Regions from separate parts of the Mus musculus genome. Here region 1 is linked to region 2. Evidence: chromatin contacts called from public promoter capture Hi-C data. All regions are on one chromosome and are shown on one strand. Each heading gives the region's core, a stretch centred on a gene start, on an enhancer-like site or on the middle of the called end of the contact. The rest is flanking DNA. Distances are from core to core; before and after follow the strand shown.

Region 1 (6,000 bases), core at 362-2,861, about 17 Mb before region 2:
GGTGTGCTAGTTTAGCCTGGCGGGCCAGTACACGCCTTTAATTCCTGCATGCTGTAGGCAGAGGCAGGTGGATCTTTGTGAGCTCAAGGACAACATGGTCTTCAGAGAGCTCCAGAACAGGGCCTTTGTGAGACTCTGTCTAAGGAGGGGTGGTGATAGGGATGCTAGATGCAGCACTCTATATCATACCAGGCTGGCTTTCCAGTGCTGGTATTAAAGTTGTGGACAAAACCTGGCTTTGATCCCACGACCAAAGATGACAACATCAATTGGCAATGTCTAAAGGTTGGGCAGGCCTGAAATCTTCTAAACTGTTTCCCCACCAAAGCACACATCTCCCATCTCTAACAAGGAAATGCACAGCATCTACAGGAGGTAGGGTCCATACACATCTATCCAAATGTTCCTCCCCAGCCTGGAATAAATTTATCATCACGATTTCTTGCCTTCTTTTCATCCAACCCACTACAAATGATTCTTCTTTCAAAACAATTTTCTTAAACACAGAGGATGAGCTGGACATGTTTTAAATCACTAAGAAAATCTTACCCAGTAAATAGTAGCTAAAATTAAAAAGGAAAGGCCGGGCGTGGTGGCGCACGCCTTTAATCCCAGCACTTGGGAGGCAGAGGCAGGCGGATTTCTGAGTTCGAGGCCAGCCTGGTCTACAAAGTGAGTTCCAGGACAGCCAGAGCTACACAGAGAAACCCTGTCTCAAAAAAAAAAAAAAAAAAAAAAAAAAAAATAAGGAAGACAAGTCTACCTGTCAGCTACAATTGTCTACATGTCTAATTTCTAGGTTGGCTACAGAGGTTCAGTAAACCATGGCAGGGATCAATTCTTTTGTATAGTTATACGTACAGTTATATAGACAGCTACAGACATCAGACCTCGTTTCTAAAACTTCTAGACCAGCCCAAGGATAAAAGGGGGCAAGAGAAGAAAAGCTAATTTCCTCGTTAACAGAGTGGCTCAGTCTCAGTCTACAATTAAGGACCAGTAAGCCCAGGGTCACTTCCCTCTCAAGTGACCTGAAAGCGGAAACACAAAGCCAGGTCAATGTCACTCCAGGGACTGCGGGGTCTTTTTACAACTCAGCATCCTGGGCTCAGCGTCTGACCACAGGGAACCCGATTTATAGGACGGGCTGGACTCTGCTAGAGCCGCCACCCGCAGGGCTGCTCGCAGCACCGCGTCCCAGCAAATCCCGGGGACCTGCGTCCCCAGAGCTTGGCGACCCAACCTACCCTGAGTGCGAAGCCCAAAGCCCGGGAGGACCCGCCAGCCCAATCCCTCCCAGCCGCCGCACCCGACTGTGTCGCCCTCCCTTCCCGGCTTCGCCCTTCTCTCACAGCGCTCGGGCGGGCCCATCCGGGCGGCGGCCCGCAGCTCACTCAGATCCGTGGCAGAATTCAGGCGGATGACATCCGTACACTTTGCTTGCCAGAGGCGGAGGCTGAAGCGAACCGGTCTCCAGAGGCCAGGGTGACTGGCGACAGCGATCTGACAGCGAAGGTACCCGCTTCCTCTCCGCCACGCCACCCAATCACAGCGCTCTGCCGTCACTTCCGCCTAGAAGGTAAGGGAAACGCCGGGCGGAAGAAACTTCCAATCGGACCGGAAGTGGCGGGTCTCGTAGGCAGCGCTGTCTGCTGGAGCCTCGTGGAGAGTGAGGTGAGTGTTGCTGGCTCTTTAGGGATCGCGGGGCGCGGTTCCCCGCACAGTGGTGTTCACGGTGAGCCGACGCGGCGAGGGACTCCGCGCTAAGGGCACTAGGGAGGCCGGGGAGAAGCCCTTTGCCGCGGCCGTCTGCATCGCAGAACCCAGAGGCCGCGCGCTGCCCCCGGGCCGGAGTGCGAGGCTGCTGGAACTGCCCGATTTCCTTGGATTATTTCGGGGATGATGTGCAATAGAAACTTAGGTGCGGGGGATAGTTTGAGAGTGACCAGGTCGCAGGAAGGAAAACAAGCGAAGTTATTTGAGAAATAAGCTTTAAAGCCCTCGGGTAGGTACAGTGCATGTGAAAACGATAAACAAGCGTGTTACTATGACTTGAAGCGAAAATCGTGGACGTGGAAGTGCTAGATAGAAAACCAGTGCAGCAGCTCGTTGAAGACAAACTGGAGATGAAAGTGCAGGGAAGAGAAAACTGGGTAGAAAAGGCAGACACATGAACACACATGCATAAAAGCTGAGATCGGTTGGTCTGAGCTTTTGGATAGAGGAACTGCAGCAGCCCCATAAGCTCTGCGAGCTTATTATATACAGTTGAAAATGAAGAGGGGATTATTGCTTACAACTGAACAAGGAGACAGGGTGATTGTATAGAGATAATATCTAATTGCAATAGGGACAGTCTGTGGGGAGCAGTCTTCAGTCAGTACACATGGTGGTGTGGTGGGAGGGAAGAAGGCTATGGTGAACATTTTCTGGAACACTGTAAACATCCCACTTGAACCAAAGGACCATGATGCCTCTCCTATTGGTCTGGGGCATTGAAGTCCTTGACATGGCTACATTCATGTCAGCAGGACCCATTCACTCTGGGCTTCCTCTGATCTACACACAGGGTCTCTTCGAATCCCAGGAATCTCTCTCTCTGCCTTCCCTGTGCTGGGGTCATAGACCTGCATTTTTCTGTGCCTGGCCTTATGTGTGGGTGCGGGTACTACAGCAGGTACTTTACCATCTGTGCCAAGTTACATGCTTTTGATCATGTAAAAAAAAAAGGTTCCTGTTTGTTAGCTGTGCAGAGTCATTGTATTGCAAAAACTGAATTTTGTTTATTTACACAGATTGCCTTCCCGGTGTCATCAGACAGCCCAGCATGGGGCTTACTAAACAGTATCTGCGCTATGTGGCTAGTGCTGTCTTTGGCTTGATTGGCAGCCAAAAAGGTAACATTGTTTTTGTGACACTCCGTGGTGAGAAAGGACGCTATGTGGCAGTACCCGCCTGTGAACACGTTTTTATCTGGGACTTAAGGAAAGGCGAGAAGGTAAGTCAGAAATAAGAAATGGACACCGTTAAATGACACCGACTCTTGGAAGGGTGAAGTGGGAGAGCCTTGACTGACCTGCCTGCACTCATTTGTGTGTGAGTCCCCCAAGAGATCACTTCCCTTTTATTTTTCTAGACGGCTAGCACCAGATTCTGTTGTGTTCTGAAAGTCACAGCCAAGCAGGAGTTTGCTTAAATGGGTGTGTTCGTTTTCATGGGTTATTATTCTTAGCCATTATTAACTTCTACTTTTGTCGACCGGTTCTGCTTTTCATGTTCTGCTTGTTCTCACAGCCAGCTGTAAAGCAGTAGAATTTCAAAGGACTGTCATTCTGCTGTGTTGTGCAGTCCTTCTCTTAACCATAACTGATGAGATTCATTGGTTGCTTCACTCTGCTTTGACTGTGACAGAAGCTATTCCTTTCTTGCTAAGCACAAAGAGATAAATTATCCCTCTTTACTGTGTGACTCCCAGGAGGTGAGATGAGTTACATATAGATTTATAGATGTAAATATATAGAAGCCTGTTGCTACCCAGAGCTTCTTCTTGGGATGAAACTGTTAGTACTGTAGGTTGAGTTACAACAAGGATGAGTTTATAGCTCTGTATCAGAAATCACTGGGATACAAAGTTGCTAACTTAGCTCATTGCCTGGATCATTTGCATACACACCAGCACCAAGCTTGAGAGGACGTGATGACCTCTTGAGGAGCTTATGGTCTTTGCTTGTCAAGTTTTATCCTCGTGTATCAGTGACTGGAAATTGTTGATATGTGTATGTGTTATATGTTGATATGTGTATGTGTTATATGTTGATATGTGTACTATGTGTTATATGTTGATATGTGTATGTGTTATATGTTGATATGTGTATGTGTTATATGTTGATATGTGTAATATGTGTTATATGTTGATATGTGTTATGTGTTGATATGTGTATGTGTTATGTGTTGATATGTGTATGTACTGAGGTCATTCCTGTGCTGCTGTCTTGTTACATGCCTCACGCTTCTGAGTTGGTTTTCATCTTTATGATTTCAGATCCTTATCCTTCAGGGGAATAAACAAGAAGTCACTTGCTTGTGTCCTTCCCCAGATGGGCTGCATCTAGCTGTTGGCTATGAGGATGGAGCCATCCGAATCTTCAGCCTCCTCAGTGGTGAAGGAAACATAACCTTCAATGGACACAAAGCAGCTGTCACCAGCTTAAAGTACGATCAGCTAGGAGGCAGGCTGGCTTCTGGGTCTAAGGTGAGCCTCAGACAGGTGCCCAGGGTTGTTTCTCACACTTAATATAGGAGCAGATTATTCTCATAAACTGTGCTATGAGATGGGTTGGATTCTCCGTGTCCAAGCTACTATACATTTGGGAGAAAGAGTGAGGAGGATGGGTGCGTATGAGGGAGTGTTCTACTTGTTTCCTGTTCTGTTCTCTGATAAAAGTCTGTGGCATGAAAGAATAACACAGAGGTACTCTGGAATCTATCACTGTGGAAGAGGGACCCCAAACTATATAACCAGGAAGATTAGAAAAGAAGATGGTTATAGTTTGCCAATGAATCTGTTTTACAGGTTGATGAGTTAAAGCCAGGTGTGCTGGTGCACACCTTTAATCCCAGCACTCAAGATTCAGGGCACCTGCATTGCTCTGAAGTAGAGGCCAGTCAGCCAAGCTTTGTCTCTGGGGATACACAGTGAGACCCTCTCTCAAAGAAGGCAAAGAAAAGATCATTGTTTTCCCAGCACAGAGGAGGAAATGCACTATTTGCAATTGTAGCCACTGGGAGAGGAAAATCAGTTTTCTTCAGTGGAGTGACACTGGCTGTATCAGCCAGGCTCCGGGCAGACCCTGTGCTGGGGTGGTTGGCCAACACATATCAGGCTCTGGTTTGCTGTTGCTGCTCTTTATGTTGTTGGTTTGTTTTTAAAAGGAGAAAGAGAATGAAGCTGGGTGGCTCAGAATGTTCAGGGGAAGAATATAAAAAATATATGAAATTCTCAAAAGATAAAAACACGCCAGGCAGTGGTGGCGCACGCCTTTTTTTTTTTTTTTTTTTAAATATTTATTTATTTGTTATATGTAAATACACTGTAGCTGTCTTCAGACACTCCAGAAGAGGACATCAGATTTTTGTTACGGATGGTTGTGAGCTACCATGTGGTTGCTGGGATTTGAACTCAGGACCTTTGGAAGAGCAGTCGGCACTCTTAACCTCTGAGCCATCTCACCAGCCCGGTGCACGCCTTTAATCCCAGCACTTGGGAGGCAGAGGCAGGCAGATTTCTGAGTTTGAGGCCAGCCTGGTCTACAGAGTGAGTAGGGCTACACAGAGAAACCCTGTCTCAAAAAACCAAAAACCAACCAAACAAACAAAAAAACCAAAACCCACAGTGAAGAAAAGATTGATTTTAGATCTTCTTTTAGATTTGAATCATAAATTTAAGACATTAAACTTCTTTCATTTAAAAAAGTATAAAAAGAAAAGCAGAAAATATTTAATAAAAACTATCATCTACCTCTTAGACTTGTAAATTAAGATGTTAAAAAATAACATGTAGAAGATAACATTGATGAAAAATAAACAGGGTAAAGTGTCACTGTTTAATACAGATAATGAGAAGAATTAGCATTGGTTGGTAGAATGCTTGCTTCGCATATAGAAACTCCTGGGTTTGGTCCCTGGTACCACATAAACTTGTCCTGTGCTTGTATATCTAATACTTGGAGATGGTGGCTGGAGGTGAAGTTCAGGGTCAGCCTCAGCTGCATCGTGAAATCAAGGCCAGCCTGGGCTATATCAGACCCCATCTCAGTGTCAGGAAAACAAGTTGGATATGAAGAGCAAGCATTGTTCATGGAAGGAAGAGAATTGGCAGGCAGTTTTAGAAAGGTGATACTACTCAGAGTACACAGATGGGAAGCTGGTCTTCTCATACAGATCTTTGGTAGTTCTATAGATAGATGTAATCTGAGGATTATTATGATAGTGTGACTCTAA
Region 2 (5,974 bases), core at 476-2,975:
GTGTAGGCTTTTGAAATCTCACAGCTTCTCCCCAAGGCCACACCTCCTCTAACAAGGCCACACCTCCTAATACTTCCAAAACAGCTCCACCAACTAGAGACCAAGCAAGCATTTAAACGCATGAGCCTATGGAGGCCATTCTCTTTCAAATCATCACACTGGGTGCCTGTAAACTATAGTTAGGTAATGATGTTTTTACTGCAGAAGACAAGACAATAGAAAAATGAGTTACCATTACTTATATTACACTAGAAAGCCACTTGCTATTGCCCAAGCGTCCTGTGAGTATGCACTTTTAAGACCTTTCAAAGTCCCCTCCTCCCCTCTCTCTGCACCCTTCTGTTAATATTAAATACTTTAGCAACTGAAAAGGAATAAAGCTTACCTCTCTTCATCCAAAGGCACGGGTTTTCCATTATCAGCCACAAACATGTCATGGGTCCTCTTCAATGACCTGAACACCAGTGTGTGTACAGAATGCTTCTGTACCTCCTGTAAAGAGACAGCCAAAAATCACACATCTAACAAGAGACCCATACACCCTAATCGACATGAGAGTCATTATGCAATTTCCACGCTAAATATGGAGAAGGATATACACTCCTCAATAACTGTAACAAACTACAGCAATCAACAACGAAGATGAGAAAGCTCCTGTCTGGCCAGAGCTCTTAGAAAAGTAACTGAGTAATGCCTACAATGTGTTCAGTAGATATTTACCGAGCTAGTACTGTATGCGGCATGCAGTGTACTCAAGAGGCAACAGACAAAAATAAGCAAAATAATTCCACATTTTTGGAGGGTTCTATGAAAATAGGCAATGGGATGAGTTGGTGGGGGGAGAATTGGTAGATATAATCAAGAAAGGTTTCTCTCAGGTGATAAGCAGAGAGGGAGACAGCCTTACACGGAATAGAGGTACAAGCAGTGAAAGTGTGGGAAATCCCACTGCAAAGGTGTCCAGATAACTCAGAACCGCAGCAGTTGTGAATGCTGCGGAAGTGTGGGTTTCCAGGGTCGGTGAGGTTTAGACCTCTGCCACCACCAACATTTTTACTCTATAACACTGGAACAGAAAGCAGCACTGAACTACACTCCTGCAATGTGTTCGTTAATCCTAAGCACTTAGACCAGCTGGAAGTTATTGAATGAGTCCGGGCAAAAGATGTTAGGCTAGACTCGGAGGACTGCAGTGGACCTGGAACGCAGTGGGTGGGAGTAAGAAACGTTTGGGATACGCAAGAACAAACAAACAAACAAAATCAAGAACCGCACGCCTCTACTGCGGTAGAGATGAAATAACAGTGGAACTGACAAGACAGCACGGACTAGCATCCCAGCCACGGTGGGAACATCAGAAGCCCCGCCTCCCAGGAGACGGCCAGGTACCTACGACAACACACGGACTGCAGGATTCCCTCAGGCTTCCCGCCGACTGAAGCTCGGACTTGGGATGTCATCGGCCTTCCTCCCACCCCGACGTGCCGAGACCACCAGCTTTGACTACAGTTCCTTTCCCCAGATTCCCACCACTTTCATCCTACACTTCCGTGGGCAAAGCAAAGCTCCAGGGACAAACGACTCCCAAGTACCCAAGCATCACTTTACCTCCACCATGTCGCCGCCGTTTAGTCTACCCCTCCAGCAGCGAAGGAACTCAAATAATCGCCGCAGAAAACGCCGCCACTATTCGGCAGCTCTTTCCGGAGATTGGGGCCCGTCGCCGGACGTGACGCTAACCGCACATGCGTATTGGCAACCCGCCGCGCAGGGGTCGAGGGGCGGAGTCTAGCGGTGGAGGGCGGAAGCTAGGCGGAGTTGCGCGGAGCCTCTTGGAGGAGAGCGGGACTTCGGCAGCCGCTGGGCGGGACTGGGGCGGGGTTTGGGCGGGGACGAACGATGTCTCCAGGCAGAAGGGCGGGTCTCGGCGGAGCTGGGCGGAGTCTCCTGCCTGAGGGCGGAGATTTCAGCCGGAGCTAAGGGAGCGCGCCAGCCTTAACGTTTAGGGGCGGTACCTGCTTCCAGAAGCTTGGTGCTCCTTACTTGGAGGTTTTAAGCAAGCAACTTTTTCGTTTCTTTTCTTTTTTTCGAGACAGGGTTTCTCTATGTAGCCCTGGCTGTCCTGGAACTCACTCTGTAGACCAGGCTGGCCTCGAACTCAGAAATCCTCCTGCTTCTGCCTCCCAAGTGCAGAGATTAAAGGCGTGCGCCGCCACCACTGTCCAGCTTAAACAAGCAATTAAAAAAAAAAAAAAAAAAAGGTTGAGAACTTAAGTTGGTTTTATTTTATTTGGCTTGACGCTAAAGTGTTGAGGTTTTGTGATTTACCCAGGTTAAAAATAAATCTGTGGCTTATATGATCGATCGTTTTCAAATGTTTTCTGTATTGATGTAGTTGCTATTTGCGATCTTAAGGCGTTTTCACAGATTGTGCGTCTTCCTGAACTGTGGTTAAGTTCACGGATACCGTCCTCAGAATACTGCGAATACTTTGAGAAGGATGAAACGTAGCGCCGATACAGCAATGCTCTCGCTCGATTTATATTTTAATTCATTAAAAACATGAAGGTCGTGTTTTTAACCTGAAAATGGACATTTCTAGTCTTTTTAGTTTTGAGCCTTAACGTCAGCGCCATCTTTGTAGCCCGCAAGTAGTCATTTCTAAATGTGAATGTGAGTTTAGCCAAAGGATCTTATTTTCTGTAAAAGTGGCTAATGTTTGTGCACGTTGCAAGGAAATAGTAATAGCCATAGAAAAGAACATTTTAAATCACAAAACACTAAGGAAATGTAAGAAAGACCTTAATGTATCTATGTTAATATAACTACTAGACAACTCTCATTAAACTTGTGAGATACCTTAGTCATCCTGAACACAGCTTATGCAAGGCTCATAAGGGCAGTCTACTGAGGTAAACCACACTAGGTTTTACTCTTCTTACAGCTCTTGAATTAAGCCACCCGTGTGAAAATTTCCTTCTTAAATGAATAGCTTGGGTGATCCTATTATCTAGTCATGAGACCCATAAATCACACATATCATACACAGATCTCCTGTTCATATAGGAACCTGGGTTTTTCTGTTTGCTATGGCCTCCCTCCTATTTTCTTGTATTTGAAGGGATCCAGGATCTTTGGCTGGTTAGGAGTCCCAGTTCAGAGGTGTTGGCGCACGCCTTTAATCCCAGTACTGAGGAGGCAGAGGCAGTCGGATCTCTGAGTTCCAGGATAGCCAGGGCCAGAACTACACAGAGAATAAAACCAAAACAAACGAAAAGAATAAGATGTACGTGTCTTTAAAAGTAAGCAAAAACCTGCTCTGGCTAACCTTGCGAGCTGCCTTTTCTGGACAGTAGAGGTCACTATGGCTCTTCATAAGTGTGCAGAGGACACTTTCTTTAAGCAAACATGACAAATTATTTACGAATATAAATATGAATGCTGCGTTTGTATGTGTGAAAACAATCGTGCAGATTTTAAGGAAAGCCGTTTTTTCATTAACAAAGCTGTTTTTTTTTCATTCAGTAATACAAATCCTTTCAATCTCCTTCAATTAGTGTACCTTGCCTGTTGAGCAATGATCAGTGAGGTAGAATGTGGCCTGGTACAACTGGGACAAGCAGAAGGCCTGACAGGTTTAACTGAAGAGTCGAAAGTCTAAGCAGAGACTGCAGTAGCTGAGTCTTCCCTCTGCAATGCTGCTGTGAATGAGAAACCAAGTCAGTGGATCTGATTCTCCGCTTACTTCCTTTACAGATTCCAATCTGCTTAAGAGACTCTGATAGGACTAGCAGGAGGTAGGGCTAGCATACCCACTCTTGGTCACCTGTCGCGTCCAGCATACTGACAGGACCACTGTAGAACCAGTCCTGAACTCCAAAGACATCCCTAAAGCTTGTGGTGGTTGGTCTCAACAGAAGCAGAGAAGCAGCCTTTTCTTGCTATCGCTCCTATGATCCGTATCTGGTCAGATGAGAGAATGTCCTCTTGTCCCTGCCCCCATGGCTCCTTATCAGCTACACACAAGGATCAGCAGAGGGATCAACAAAGGAAGCTGTCAGCAGAGACAGCGACCTCCTACTCTTTCGTTTTTTGTTTTTTGTGGTTTTTGTTTTGTTTTCTGAGACAGGGTTTCTCTGTGTAGCCCTGGCTGTCCTGGAACTCACTCTGTAGACCAGGCTGGCCTCGAACCCAGAAATCTGCCTGCCTCTGCCTCCCAAGTGCTGGGATTAAAGGCATGCTCCACCACCGCCCAGCGACCTCCTACTCTTTATGCCTGCCACAGACCTTCTCCTACCGCCACGCTGTTCTGATGTTTGTGCCAGAAGTTCAGCTTGGCCTTCAACTCTTACTCTTCAGTTGTAGTTAAGAGAAGCATGCTAAAAAGACTAATGACTGTAACGTTTGCAATCGCATGCCCGAGTAAACAAGCAGAGTCACTGATAGGTCTTATCTGTTTATCCATGCATATACTTATAAACTCACTCAACGGATACATTTGAAATACGCCAGGTGCAAGGTGTGCGATGCAAGCACTCATTGCTACTCAGCCCCTAGTTGCAAGTTCAGAAGCCCTTTTCATTTTAATGTCCATTTCCCTCCGAAGGTTGGTACCCAAGTCACGAAGCAAAAGCCTCCTCTCACTCTGTACCGTTCAGCACGGGTTGCTGTGGCTAACTTCTATTTCCTGTCTTTCCCCATAAACTCATGGCCCTCGTCTCCTTTGTTCACCGAACTATCCCGCCTGGCACAAAGGAGGAACTCAAAATGGCTGCCTAGTTCAAATTGCCTTGTGCAGTGTAGTCTAGGCCTCACATGAACTGAAAAACAGTCACAAGAAGTGTCTTGAAAACTTGGGGTGGGGGTGGGTGTGTCGCACGCCTTTGTCTTTGGTGCCAGGAAGCAGTTGGGCAAGATGGGTCATCTGTTTTCTCTGTCACCGATTGACTGCCCTTGACTTACAAAAGAAGATCACCCAGTGTGAGGAACACTGCACTATTGACTTAGCAAACAGCACTCCCTTTGCTCTCCACCAATGACAGCGGAGTGTAAAAGCACTTAAGTATTTCAGTATGTTTCTTCTCCTTGGATGGAATCGTCTGCTTGGGGCCATTAGACAACTCAGAGTGCTGTTTAAATGGCTATAACTCTAGAGATTACAAAACTAAAAGTTACAAGCTATCACCTACATCTGTCACATGGCTATGAACATCCACGTATATCCTATATACCTGGTTGAAAACTATGAATGAAAGAAATGAATAAGCAAAAATGAGGGTGCCTACCAGAGACACTGTAATAACCATAGATGAGCTAGTCCCAAACAGCAGCAACAGCAAACAGAAAGTACACGTAAAATTCTATAGCTCGCACATGCATTCCATTGGGCACCATAGTTTAGTGGGCACAAAACACGGCCTGTTGAGTTGGACTTGCTCAAGTCTGGTACCAGCATTTGCCACCTCTGTGCCTGTAAGTAGTTAACCTCTGATCCTCAGCTCTATCATCTGTACAAAGTAGTTGTTTTAAGAATTAAATAGGCTAAATGAACATTGGCTAGGCACATATCCATGAGGGTCAGTTCACATGTTTAATCCGTGATTAATGATTTGAATGCCTTGTTCCTAAGTGTATTCCCAGCTCCTCCCACATCATCTGTCCTTTTGGAGGCCCACAGGCACTGTGTGGGGAATGACTGTTAAAGCTCAGAATGCCAGTCCAAGCAGCTTGAAGAGGTGGCTGAAGGAACTTGCATGTTGAACAAGATCTGCCTTATGTATGCAGAGACACTAAAAACACACAGACTTACACAATGCACTCTCACTAGGAGATGACCTGTCAGAGACTGGAAATTTAGTAAGACCATACATCTCAAAAAATTATTGAACTTCTTCAACATAGTTCTTTTAACATCAGCAACAGTTTAAATGTCACAGTGATGAAATCCTGCCCAGATCATTAGGAAGAGTTGGTT

The links. Promoter capture Hi-C pulls out the DNA fragments that hold promoters and counts their contacts.
Region 1: a promoter capture Hi-C map of liver shows a contact between it and region 2, with 4 times the contacts expected there. The contact joins the promoter of Wdr3 here to the promoter of Plrg1 in region 2. A contact is called at or near these places in 3 of 39 promoter capture datasets (liver and pre-B cells), 1 of 484 Hi-C or Micro-C datasets (CD4 T cells) and 1 of 9 other capture datasets (adipose tissue).

What each region holds. Positions count from the first base shown.
Region 1 is chr3:100,158,018-100,164,017 of GRCm38.p6, reverse strand. It overlaps Wdr3 (WD repeat domain 3), which reads left to right and starts at 1,611. Exons shown (of 27, transcript NM_175552.5): 1 at 1,611-1,674; 2 at 2,796-2,998; 3 at 4,043-4,252. The coding sequence starts at 2,828. Gdap2 (ganglioside-induced differentiation-associated-protein 2) reads right to left here and starts at 1,555. Exons shown (of 14, transcript NM_010269.3): 1 at 1,353-1,555.
Region 2 is chr3:83,051,289-83,057,262 of GRCm38.p6, reverse strand. It overlaps Plrg1 (pleiotropic regulator 1), which reads right to left and starts at 1,725. Exons shown (of 15, transcript NM_016784.3): 1 at 1,609-1,725; 2 at 386-492. The coding sequence starts at 1,617.